Linked DNA regions of Arabidopsis thaliana: region 1 is linked to region 2. A link is a contact called in public targeted proximity ligation data. All regions are on one chromosome and are shown on one strand. The core of a region is the stretch at or near the end of the contact, and the rest is flanking DNA. Distances in the headings are between cores, read along the strand shown.

Evidence for each region.
Region 1: a contact with region 2 is called in a targeted proximity ligation map of shoot, with 14 read pairs. A contact is called at or near these places in 6 of 26 Hi-C or Micro-C datasets (callus, leaf, root and 2 more) and 2 of 2 datasets of targeted methods (seedling and shoot).

What each region holds. Positions count from the first base shown.
Region 1 is chr1:10,207,240-10,213,995 of TAIR10.1, forward strand. It overlaps AT1G29220 (transcriptional regulator family protein), which reads right to left and starts at 5,483. Exons shown (of 6, transcript NM_102662.3): 1 at 4,895-5,483; 2 at 4,367-4,568; 3 at 4,003-4,134; 4 at 3,825-3,919; 5 at 3,603-3,724; 6 at 3,281-3,505. The coding sequence starts at 5,332. The coding sequence ends at 3,439. It overlaps AT1G29200 (O-fucosyltransferase family protein), which reads left to right and starts at 338. Exons shown (of 9, transcript NM_001332841.1): 1 at 338-473; 2 at 732-1,272; 3 at 1,350-1,526; 4 at 1,604-1,692; 5 at 1,775-1,892; 6 at 1,976-2,119; 7 at 2,199-2,524; 8 at 2,608-2,848; 9 at 2,944-3,249. The coding sequence starts at 1,186. The coding sequence ends at 3,249. It overlaps AT1G29210 (a tRNA gene), which reads right to left and starts at 139; the gene lies at 67-139. It also overlaps AT1G09065.
Region 2 is chr1:10,175,080-10,181,777 of TAIR10.1, forward strand. AT1G29140 (Pollen Ole e 1 allergen and extensin family protein) reads left to right here and starts at 3,823. Exons shown (of 2, transcript NM_102655.4): 1 at 3,823-4,118; 2 at 4,386-5,146. The coding sequence starts at 3,950. The coding sequence ends at 4,732. AT1G29120 (Hydrolase-like protein family) reads left to right here. Exons shown (of 12, transcript NM_001198181.1): 2 at 137-284; 3 at 513-580; 4 at 922-992; 5 at 1,109-1,354; 6 at 1,662-1,825; 7 at 1,908-1,963; 8 at 2,056-2,111; 9 at 2,535-2,703; 10 at 2,782-2,879; 11 at 2,960-3,067; 12 at 3,152-3,442. The coding sequence ends at 3,064. ATS9 (non-ATPase subunit 9) reads left to right here and starts at 5,223. Exons shown (of 2, transcript NM_102656.4): 1 at 5,223-5,518; 2 at 6,135-6,698. The coding sequence starts at 6,161.

The DNA.
Region 1 (6,756 bases), core at 4,233-6,732, 34 kb after region 2:
AACACTTTTCAAAACTAAGCAACGAAAAAAGAATTTACCCCCAACGAAAAAATAAAAATAAAAAAACTCCGTTGCCGGGACTCGAACCCGGGTCTCTCGGGTGAGAGCCGAGTATCCTGACCAGCTAGACTACAACGGATAGTTGACACACCGTTACATCTAATATTATATAACAAAACAATGAAAGAGCAAGTTTGCGTCACAAGTCATTCTCGGGTCTATGCTAAAAAAAACAAAAATGGGTAAAATATAATACAGGGATAAATTTCTTGAGATTCCTGACAGATTTCTATGATCTAGGTATTATAACACAGTTTCAAACACACGCATTGTTAAATAAAGGATAGAAGATTCGGTTCCGTCATGGAGATCGGTAACGATCGACGAACGAGAAAGCAGAAGAACAGAAGCTATCTGTTCTGGTGTGATTTGTTCACATGTAGCTATCTCCATACCCAATCTTCTTCATTAAGGTTTATGTCGTGGCTCTTCTTATTTATAAAAACTTTTTTTTTTTGCCTTGCGTTTTACTCTTCCCATTAAAAAAGAATTCAGAGATTCCTCAACAACTATGTTAGCTTCACTTAGAATTAATTTGTTCTGTCGGGATTCCTCCACACTTTTTTCACCAATTGTCATATTTTATTGTTGAATATTTTGGTTCCATCAATCTCTTAATTGCTTGCCATACATCGAGAGAGTTCTTGATTCATTTTGCATTTCCTAAATAGTTTATGAGCTGAGAGAAGAGACAGATCATTAATGGGGAAACAGGGATCACCGAGAAGTCCTCGACCTGAAACCATAGATAAAGAAGAGAAATTTGGGAGGAGAAGTTTGGATTCTTTATCTGGTAATGATCTCTTACTCGGTAGAAGAATATATGCAAGTGAAGTTTCCAAGGCTCAAGGATCTAAGCATGATCAAAGCAGTGGTAGTAGCAACAAATTTTGGAAGAAGCAACATTCATGGCTTCGTAGGAACTTTAAGTCGATAGTTTTGATGATCTCAGTCACCGGTTTCATTTTCTGTATGGATTCCATTATGGTTTCGATCTTTCATTCCGATAGTAGAGCCGTGGTGCAAGACATTTCAAGGTTGAGCAATATGACTTTGCATAAGGTTTGAGAATAAATATATCTTCTTTATACATCCTCCATTGTTATTGCTTCTTAATTTTTGTTTATGTCAATTAAGAATGGAGCAGTAGATGCTTCACCAGTTCAAATGTATAGCCGTCTTCTAAACTTAGCTTCGGATTCTCTTGCAAAGGTTAGTGAAAATGTAAGAAATTATATTTGTTATTTGTTTGAATCATTAATAATCTTCTTCTCCATTTGTATTACAAGAATGAATTCAAACCCGATACACCAAACTTCCGGGAGGAAAGATCTTCAAAGTCATCACAGTGGAAGCCTTGTGCAGATAATAACAAAGCAGCTGTGGCATTAGAGAGGTCTAGAGAATTAAGCAATGGTTACATCATGGTTAGTGCAAATGGAGGCCTTAATCAACAGCGCGTGGCTGTAAGTATATACCAAAGTAATCATTATATATTTGATTCATCAAGAAAGTATATATAGTGAATGTTAGTTTCTTGCAGATCTGTAACGCTGTTGCGGTTGCTGCTCTGCTCAACGCGACTCTAGTTCTTCCTCGGTTTCTTTACAGCAATGTATGGAAAGATCCTAGGTATTTTAAACTCCTCAAGACTTTCAAAATTTATTATAAAAAAAATTTGTTTGTTGATTTTGCGAAAGTGCGTAAATGGCAGCCAATTTGGTGATATATACCAAGAGGATCATTTTATCGAGTATCTGAAAGATGAGGTGAATATAGTGAAGAATCTTCCTCAACATCTAAAATCTACTGATAACAAGAATCTCAGCTTGGTGTGTTTTTGAACTCCCTTTTTTCCTTGTCCGGTCTAATTTATTGGAGATGCAAAATTCATAATGTTTGTTTTTCTACATAGGTTACTGATACGGAGCTTGTAAAAGAGGCAACACCAGTCGATTACATCGAACATGTTCTTCCTTTGTTAAAGAAGTATGGAATGGTTCATCTTTTCGGATACGGGAATCGCCTCGGGTTTGATCCATTGCCTTTTGACGTTCAGGTAAAATGAGAATGCATAATTAGAGTACTCACTTGGTTTCTTAGAAATAATATGGTTTTTTCTTTTGCTTCATTTAAAGAGATTACGATGTAAATGCAACTTTCACGCGCTGAAATTCGCGCCCAAGATTCAAGAAGCGGGATCTCTGTTGGTGAAACGGATAAGAAGATTCAAAACATCGCGTAGCAGATTGGAAGAAGCATTACTTGGTGAATCCATGGTGAAAAGTACTGTTAAAGGAGAAGAAGAACCGTTGAAGTATCTTGCTTTGCATCTAAGGTTTGAAGAAGACATGGTTGCTTATTCTCTATGCGATTTTGGAGGAGGAGAAGCCGAGCGCAAAGAGCTTCAAGCTTACCGTGAAGATCATTTCCCTCTTCTACTCAAACGTTTGAAGAAATCAAAGTACAACGATAGATGAAACAACTCTACTTTTGCCCTCTTCAATGTTCTTTAAAGCTAATCAGATCTTGTTTCTTATTTTTCAGGCCAGTGTCCCCAGAAGAGTTAAGAAAAACGGGCAAGTGTCCACTAACACCAGAGGAAGCAACTCTGGTTCTTGCTGGTCTTGGATTCAAGAGAAAAACATATATTTACTTAGCTGGATCTCAAATCTATGGAGGCTCTTCTCGTATGCTTCCTTTAACAAGACTGTACCCGAATATCGCGACCAAAGAAACTCTCCTTACACCTCAAGAACTTGCGCCATTCAAGAACTTCTCTTCTCAGGTAAAAAGATATAAACAATCTTAAACTTACTTTTTCCCGAGTTACTCTGTTCTTGCTCAAACTTCATTTCGATGTTTTCGGACGCTGTTTTGCAGCTAGCTGCACTAGATTTCATAGCTTGTATAGCATCAGATGTCTTTGCAATGACTGATTCTGGGAGTCAACTATCATCCTTAGTGTCTGGATTTAGAAACTACTACGGAAACGGTCAGGCACCAACATTGAGACCTAACAAGAAGAGGCTTGCAGCAATCTTATCAGACAGTGAAACAATAAAGTGGAAGATTTTTGAAGATCGTGTGAGAAAAATGGTAGAGGAAGGCCAAAAGCTTCGTACTAGGCCTTATGGACGCAGCATTTATAGACAACCGAGATGTCCTGAGTGTATGTGTAAATTTTGATCCTTGAAAGTAAAACAATAGTGTCTGGTCTGAAATTTTTGATTACCCGTTAGTACAAAAAAAGAATGAAGGTACTGTATATCATTGATTTTAAGTTTGTACTCGTTATGAAACATTGAACTAGAACCTCTTTAGAAACTCTTGCTACATGAATCACAACATAGAAAAGCTTCGTTCTGGTTATGTCTCTCAACTTCTTCTCTCCAATTTCCTCTCGGAAGATCTTCTTCCTTCCACCTCTCGTCTCCGTTGTTGCCTGTATGGTTAATGAAATGATTATCCGATTTATCTAACTGAGGAATAGCTCAAGATTGTATTAGTTTACAAATCAAACAACAGACAATATAACTTACGCAAAAGCTGAGTATCCAGAACCAGCACTTGTAGCAGATACAAGAGCTGCATTAGACCGGATTGAGGATATAGAATCCTGAGTTCCAGCTGCTAGAGGAGGATTCTTTACGTCCCCATCAACCTGATTTAACCATAAACACATAAAATGAAATAAGCGAAGAACTAAGTATGCCAAAATCATCATATAGTCACATTCTAGATATTTAAATCTGATAACAAACCTTATCCCATTTGGATTTCTTGTTCGGTCTACCATCACGAGCAGCAATTTCGGTTGGTATGGAAGGCAATCCACTAGTAGCTAAAGCTGGAATACCTGAAAAAAAATTCATCATATTTTGCAGAGATGTAGCTGAGATAAATAACTAACCAATCAGACACCTAGTCATTTTCACACACCTGGAATGGGGATGTTAGGCTTTTGAGCAGCGAAAACCGCCCCAGGTTGAGTACCAGCAGAAACAAAGTCAAGCTTCTGGTTCTTCTTGCTTTCTTGTTCCTTCCTTTCCCTCTCATTCTTCATGTCGATTTCTGTAATTAACACATAAACAAGGATCATTACAAATCATGAAATATGGAGAACGCAGAATATAGTAATAATAGTGACCAGCATCAATAATTTACTAAAGTAATAATGAGTGCATGATACTGAACAGAGTATCAAAATTATAAGCAAAAGATATCAAAGATGCTTCTTACTGAGACAAGAGTAAACAAGAAAAGAGAAGAAAAAAACGAAGAAGCTACAAAAAGGTGGAGTTACCTATTGCATCACAGAAGTCACTTGGGTCATATCCACTGGGATCAAATACATCTTTACTGAAACACGAACCAATCTGGTCAATGTCTTGGTAAGATACAGCATGCAATAGGAAGTCAGGATTCCTGTATTCCTTCCTATTCCTCACTTCTGAATTGAAACTCTTCCCCATCTTTTTCAAGCTCAGAAACTTATCTATTTTCCTCTACAAACACAACAAAAAAAAATACATATCAGACCAACTTGTAACTGAATCACAAACTAATCAGCTTAGAAGACTGCTATTTCCAACCATACGTACCAAGAGACCCCACACAACACACCAATGAGTTCTTGCCTACCTAATGTTTCAAAATAACATTGAAGCATCATCAGGAAACTTACTTGCAGCTCCTCAGAGCAATGAGTAATCAGCTTAGAATCACAAACTAATCAGTTTAGAAGACTGCTATTTCCAAACAACACACCAATGAGTTCTTGCCTACCTAAACTTTTAAAATTAGAACATTGAAGCATCATCAGGAAACTTACTTGCAGCTCCTCAGAGCACCTCTCTCTCGGTCTTGGCGGAAGAAACTGATCCAATAACGTATCACTACTTTCCCCTGAAGCATCATCACCTCTCTCACCATCCGCAACTCCAGACTCACCAATCATTCGATTACTCCAATCAGGTCTCGATGATTCATCGTTATCAAGTGAACGAGGAGTCCCATGAGCACTAGAAGAAGCTCCAACACCATCTAATAGCCTCGGCGTTCTAGAATCTTCTCCTCCTCTTCCTTTCTCTTCTTCATCCATATAATTCGCTTCTTCTACCTGATCTTCTTCAATTATTTTTTCACTCTCTTCCTGATTTCTCTGCTTCTCATCCTCTTCTTCCTCTTCCTCGGCGTCTTCCATCTCTTCGTCATCTTCATCACTGTAAACGGAAAGCAAAGCGATTCCTTCAGACTTCTTCGGAGCCATAAGAAACTGTTGAGCTCAAATTCGAGACTAAGACTTTCGGATTTCGAATCCGATTGCAAGAACAAATTCAAATTTGGGGGAAGAAGAGAACTTTTAGGGTTCTTCAAAAATGGTTTGATTCTGAATCGAATTGCAACCCGAACTTGGATCCACCGAATCAGAACCCAGTTGGGATGTTATATTTTTAAAACGACGTAGTTATAAATTGGATCGTTTATCTATTACTAAAGGCCCAATAACTAAAATTATTGTGCAATGAGTCCAAAACAATGCGAGATTGCTATATGATATTGCTTTTAATTTTTGGATATTTTTTTTAATCTTCAAATGTAAGACAAACTCCTAAAACTAGATGATAAAACAGGAAAAAAATTGTTATTTGTTTACAATTTAATGTCTTTACATTCTAAAGTTTTTAAAAAAATATAATAGTAATTTGAAGAAATATGTTAAATTTTGTTTGTTTCATTGCAATTGGTTGCAACTTAATTCATACTACCTTGCATTTGTCTAGTTCTTAAGCAAAATTGCCCTGAATTGTAATTATTATTTATACAATTTTTTTCTAGTTTTTAAGTTGTGAGTCAATAATATAATAGACCTAAGACTAGCAAAGAAAATATGAACAGTAGCTTCTATGAAAAGTTACAAGTTAAATTAATTAAAAGCCTTATTTTGAATAAATTTAATTTCAAAGTATAATATATACTCAGTAATTACGTAGTCATACCTAGAAAACTATTTCTTCTTTTCTTATAGATTGTAAAGAGTCGTTTGAAGTTAGTAGTGACTTTCGCTTATGTGTTTCTTCCTTGTGCTTATGGATAGGGTTAAATAAATAGCACTTCCTTGAGATAATCAAATGATAGCAACCCATATAATAAGCTATTCAACAAGACTTAGTTTTACTTTTACTCGATAACTATTTGTTTTGTTAGTCCAAATCACAAGTCGATTTCAAACATGTATATTCTTTTGTTGATATTACATCTTTTTTCTTAGTCATTTTTATATAACATCAACATCTACATGCACCAATTAATATGTTGGTTATAAGAAAAAGGTAGTTTTAATTTGGTGGCAAATTGTCGATAGTTATTTATATCAGTTACTAGGGTAGTGTTTACTAGATGATTTTCAAATAGTGTACATTTCATTAAAACTAAACTAATGTGAATATATATATGATGTTATTAGTGATTTGGATTTTAGTGTAGAAAAGAATATTCCATTTAGAAAACATGATAAAAAGAATTATATATAGAAGGTAGAAAACCAAATTTGGATATAACTTTGGAAATAATATTATAGAAAGAACTGGAATTATTGTAAGGAAAAATGAACTCGGATTTGGTCGGCGATGTGAAGTCCACGAACTCACGTAAGCACCAACGCAGCAACACCTGGTTCCCACAATACCATTC
Region 2 (6,698 bases), core at 2,573-5,072:
AAATAAGCTTGAACATGTTAAATGATTGTGAGAAGCTAAGTAGAAATGGTGATAGTATGATTTGTTTGGTTAAGAATTGGCTCTGTTCTTTATAGCTTTTTCCGCGGGTTCATTTGTTTGATTTTTCTTTAAGAAGGGTCAAACAGAAGCTGGAACCAACAGGGACGCAGGGTTCAGGCAATGAGTTCCACAGCCCAACGGAAATTTTCGCTATCGAAAGGCGACTCCGATGACAAAAATGAACCTGATCATCTTCTTGTTCTTGTACATGGTATTTTGGCCAGGTATTATTTCTAAGTAGTTCATCAATTGAATGGTACTGGGTTTGCATCTTGGGAAACCCTCATGGTTTTGTTTTAGGTTGGATAGAAACTTGCAAGTATTTGAATTTGAAAGTTATGTCTATCATTGTCAAAAAAAAGAAAGAAAGTTATGTCTATCATTTCTGCTACTTTGTTTTCAGATTGAATAATTTATAGACTCCAAATTTACTAAGACACAATTACTTGCAGTCCCAGCGACTGGCTCTACGTAGAAGCTGAGCTGAAAAGACGCCTTGGAAGAAGATTCTTGATTTATGGTATGCTCATCTTGTTCTAAATTGTTATCATCTATTAGTTTAGTTGAGTAGTTGTTGGATTGTATGTATAATAGAAGAGAATTTTTGGGAATGAAATGGTAACGTAAGTTGAATGCATGTGCTGGGCACAAAATTGAAAACACTTCAAGGTCTTATATAATCTTTAGCGGCAAGAGGCGAAATATACATTTTCTTGAAAAATTTAAGATCTTTTCGTCTGGAACCACAACTCTTCTTTAGTTTTGTATTTTATTATAATACTCATGTGCTTTTATGCTATGCGTGGAATGGATCACACGTGATGTGTTTTAATTTACTCTGTTTCTCCTGAACATTCACAGCAAGTTCTTCCAATACCTTCACTAAAACATTTGGCGGGATCGATGGAGCTGGAAAACGACTAGCAGAAGAGGTGAGTTTTAATATCTTCATTTGCACCTCGTGTATAGGTAGGTCTTGGTTTTCTAGCCCTTAACTTCAGTACATGAGCTGATTTCTGTTCCCATTCTGGATGTGAGAGAGGAATAGGTTAGACAAGTTGTCCAAAAGAGCAAGAGCTTAAAGAAGATTTCGTTTTTAGCCCACTCCCTCGGTGGCTTATTTTCCAGACATGCTGTTGCTGTTCTTTACTCAGCAGCAATGGCACAAGTAAGTGATGTTGCTGTCTCTCAATCTGGCAATTCAAATCTTCTGCGAGGTAGGATTGCGGGGCTAGAACCGATTAATTTCATCACTTTGGCAACACCTCATCTAGGAGTGAGAGGCAGAAAGCAGGTTCTCTTCTTCTCTACTTATCATAATTGGAATTTTGGAATCAAAGAGTTTCATATATATCTCGCAGTACCTGTACGTAGATGTGGTGTATGCGTAATTAAGAAAGTAGTTAGTCGTTTTTCACATGTAAATTTCATCTACCTTCTCCTTGTGTTCAGACAGATATCATAAGTTTCATCAAAACTGTCTTGCGTTTTTTGCTATTTGGTCCCCTAAGTGTCTAGACTGATGAGTGATGAATATTAATTGATAATCCCTGTAAATTCTATCTCATTCTCTCCTCTTTTTCTGGAACCCCTTGTATCAGCTGCCTTTTCTGTTGGGAGTTCCTATTCTTGAGAAACTTGCTGCACCAATAGCTCCATTCTTTGTTGGTCGGACTGGTAGTCAGTTGTTCCTCACTGATGGTAAAGCTGATAAACCACCTCTTCTTTTGAGGATGGCATCTGATGGTGAAGATCTGAAATTCTTGTGAGTAATGCTCTTACCAATTTAAATCATTCGACCCCTTAATGACTTATCTGTAATCCTAATGCATTTCATTGTCTGGCAGATCGGCGCTGGGGGCATTTCGAAGTCGCATTATATATGCAAACGTATCTTATGACCGTATCCTGTGCATTTCTGTTGCTGTTTAACTAGTACAGATGTGCCTAGCTGTGTCTGCATTTGTTTTCTGAACTGTTTCCTTTGACATCAAGTAGACATGGTTGGTTGGCGTACATCTTCCATTAGGAGAGAAACTGAACTTATCAAGGTACGTTTCATGCTATATGAAGCAATGGAACCTTTCTATTTAATATTACCCCACTTGTTTTCATGTTCCTTCTATTATGTAAGTTGATTTCGACTCTGAAACGTGTAGCACACACTAGCTAGATGATGGGGTCATCGATATTGATAGTTAGCTTGCTGTGAAATGCTAACGGTAGCTAACTTATCCTGAATTTTGGAATTATGAGTAATCATAGAGGGAAAGTTTCATAGAGGTAAAGAGTCTAAGAAATGAAACAATTGTCTGTAGAGAATCACCAAAAATACTTTCGGCAATTCATTTATCTCAAGTAGCTTCGTGCAAGAAGCTCTCTGTGGCTTGTAACCAGTCAAATGAAACTTTGAAAATTATTTAGCTGTCACGAGTGAGATCTGATAGATATGTTTTTCCCCTGTTTTAATATAGCCTTCACGCCGGTCTCTGGATGGATACAAGCATGTTGTTGATGTTGAATACTGTCCACCTGTTTCATCAGATGGTGCCCATTTCCCTCCAGAAGCTGCTAAAGCCAAGGAGGCCGCACAAAGCTCTCCTAGCCCTCAGAACACACTTGAGTATCATGAAATTGTGGAAGGTGTAGAATTAGCCCAAACATTTGATTGATTCTTCTAAATCGGCATGAGATTTACAATTTATACAAATATTGGTGCAGAGGAAATGATCCGCGGTCTGCAGAGGTTGGGGTGGAAGAAAGTTGATGTCAGCTTCCACTCCACCTTCTGGCCTTACTTAGCTCATAACAACATTCACGTAAACTTCCAACATCTTCACTTTGGAGCTTTTTAATTCTTTGAAACATGGACTAACAGAGATTTTGAGTCTTGTTTCAGGTGAAAAGTGAAAGACTTTACAAAGCAGGAGCTGGAGTTATTGCACACGTTGCAGATAGTATAAAACAGCAAGAGTCTTCCACGTTTATTACCGCCAGCTTATAAATCGTGAGCATTTCGAGTGTTTGACCCGTTAATGCTGAGTGTGCTACGACATTTGAACCATTCCTGTGTTTTGCTTTTACCATACAGTTTGGGAGATCGGTGCAGATCAAGAATGTTCGCATCTTTGCTTCTTCTATTTTTTTTCTTGGCGAAATCAGAAGAAGTACAATCCAATTCATCTGTACATGATTTTCTTGTATTAGCTTGTTGATGATACAACACTTGAAAGATGTTATTATAGATTAAGGTTTCTTAAAGAGAAAAGTTATATATGTTCAACCTCTACTCTTCAAAATAACAGATTCAGCTGAAGACATTTGTTTCTAGTCAATTTGTTTTTGGAATTTTTCTTAATTCAAAGAAAATTGTGCAAAAGCTTTCATGTGCGGCTCAGATTAATTAGTCATTTACTACTAATAAAACTTTCACTTTGGGGTCTAGTAGATAATTCTCCACCCCCATTGAATCTTTTTAGTGGAGGTCTAAACATACATAAGATTCTATAGATTGACATTTGGGAAACCATCCTCATACAAAAAAGACCTAAACGGAATCTATGAAGAATTATTAACAGAAAAGAAAAACAGATGGCAATGAGAAAAGATCGGGTTCAAGGAAAACACAGCCGTACAAAACTCAAGAACAAAAACACCAAAAATAAACAAAAAAACTTCCAAAAATAGATATAGAATCACATGGTTTTGTTGTTTTGTCTATTTGTTCTCTATAAAAGGAGATATTTGGTTGGATCTATCATAGCGTCTCCTCTCAACCAAAGCTTACAATTTGTTCTCCCTTAAAAACTAAATTTTACAAATAAACTCTCAAATCCAAGAGAGGAGAAGACCGAAGTAAAAACACAAGAAAAAAAAGGATTAAGGCATAATGGCCAAATTCTTCATTGTCTTCCTTGCCTCTGCCCTATGTTTCACCACCCTCGTTCACTTCACCGCAGCTGATGCCGACGACTTTGACAAATTCCACATCAAGGGCTCCGTCTACTGCGACACATGCCGTGTCCAATTCATCACCCGTATCAGCAAATTTCTCGAGGGTAATTAACCACATTCTCTAATCAAATTCATTTGTTGAGCATACTGTCAATAGCAAAATATATTGGTTGATAAAAAATCGATCCCATTATGGTATATAGGTCAATGGTTAGAATTGTGTAGTAAAAATTCACAAAAATGATTACAAGCATATATAGACGTCTTTTTAACAATGTTAAAATTTTATAAAAATGTGGTTAGTCACATTTCTAAGAGTTAGTGTTGCAAGATTATAAGAAAAACTAATTACGTTATTGTGTGTATATCAGGGGCAAAGGTAAAGCTTGAGTGCAAGGGTCGTGAGAACCAGACAGTGACCCTAACCAAAGAAGCCGTGACCGACAACGCCGGTAACTACCAGATGGAAGTAATGGGTGACCACGAAGAGGAAGTGTGCGAGATCGTCCTCCTCCAATCACCTGACCCAGAGTGTGGAGACGTGAACAACCAAGAATTCCTAAGAAACGCAGCCAGAATCAGTCTCACGGCCAATGATGGCATTGTCTCCAACGAGACTCGAACCATTAACCCACTTGGGTTCATGAGGAAGACTCCTCTCGCTGAATGCCCTCAAGTTTTCAAGGAGCTTGGAATCGTCCCTGACGTCACCTTCTAAGCTTAATATACATATATACACACCCATATACATCGATCTCTCAAAGTCTCAACACTTTCAATTTTTTTGATGACTCTTTTTAATATATAAAACATTTATTTATGTTTTTTATGTGTCTGTCTGAGTTTACTAATTAACCATGTTTTTTTTTCGTTGTTATTGTTTTATTTTTGGGAGTTCTTTTTTACGAATGATTTGATTACCTTCCAATATTTATTTGTTACTTTTCGATTGAACAGATACATGCATGATGTAGTGAAAAACCCTACTCTAAAATAAATTTAAATCATTTACATGCATAGTGAAATTTATGACAGTTTGAGAAAGCTACATATGTAACATATAATGTGAATTATAGTTTGAGGTAAATGACTCAAACTGAAATAAGCAAAAGACAACAAATAAAATCGAACCCTTACCTAAAGAAGGCGGATCAGAGTTTTGTATATATTGGGCCTTTAGTCTGAGCCACTAGGCCTGAATCACAAAACGCGTTTTCACGACAAGCGTTTGCACCAGGATCTTTTGCAGCGTCTGGCGTTGGTTTTCAAACTCTGAATCCGAAACGCTAGATTTTAAGACGCCGAATTTGTTAAGCGTTCTCTATTTCCTGATTTCAGCATCTAAAGACAAATATACCCTTCAAAAAATTGTAAAACTACGAGAAGACTGTCCATTTATCTTTTCTTTCAAGCCAAAAAAAACTCTCGAATCTTCTTCTTCTTATTTCTTCTATACCGTCGTCGAAAAGCTTTACCAAAATCTCACGCCCCCGACGATTCATCGGTAAGTCTTGTTCTTGCGAAATTTCATTAATTCTTCTTCTGGGTTTGCTTATCAGATCTGCTTAATTCTGGGTTTTGGTATGCGTATTGTTTTCGATGTTTTAAAAAACCACATCTGGTTCCTTGTCTCGATAGTTCTAGGGTTTAGCTTTCTTCGATTTAGTTGATCTCAGTGAAGATGGGCCCGAGGATGTTCTAATTCTGATTGAAAGAAGCTGAATACAAAATTAAATAGATCTTAAAAGTATTTGAGTCGAAGAATTCGAACTGAATAAGTTAGTAATTACTGAACTATGTCTCTGTGATTCATCTTATTACTTAAAAATTAGGTTATAGTTTCATAGGCTTTGTAATTCAGTTCCTGTATTACTTATTGTAGCCTCGTTGTATCTTTGTCTTTGATAGATCTCTAGGCTTGTCTTGATCATTAGGTACAGAAGAGTTGATAAATTACAGTGATAAATTACCATCGTGGCTTGTCTTTATCTGATTATCTTGGTAATGTATCGAAGATGGATTTGTTTTTGTAGTGATGTGAAACCTAAAGAGTATCAATAAGCTTGAAAGGAGAAATATTTGAACATTGCATTAACAGGTCTATGGCTTTATTGTTGCAGGGATTTGAGTTTGCACTAAACCCACAATGGTTTCCTATCGTGCTACCACAGAGACGATTTCCCTGGCTTTAGAAGCCAACAGCTCGGAGGCTATTACGATACTGTACCAGGTTTTGGAAGACCCTTCTTCATCTCCTGAGGCTATACGGATCAAGGAGCAAGCGATTACAAACCTTTGTGATCGATTGACTGAAGAGAAGAGAGGTGAGGATCTCCGGAAACTGTTGACCAAGTTGAGGCCTTTCTTTTCCTTAATCCCCAAGGCGAAAACTGCGAAAATCGTCAGAGGAATCATTGATGCTGTGGCAAAGATTCCTGGAACAACTGATCTCCAGATCACTCTCTGCAAAGAGATGGTCGAATGGACCCGCGCTGAGAAGCGTACTTTCCTCAGGCAGCGAGTAGAGGCTAGGCTTGCAGCTCTTTTGATGGAGAACAAGGAGTATGTTGAAGCTTTGGCGTTGTTGAGTACTTTGGTAAAAGAGGTTAGGAGATTAGATGATAAGCTCCTTCTGGTCGACATAGACTTGCTGGAGAGCAAACTTCACTTCTCATTGAGAAACT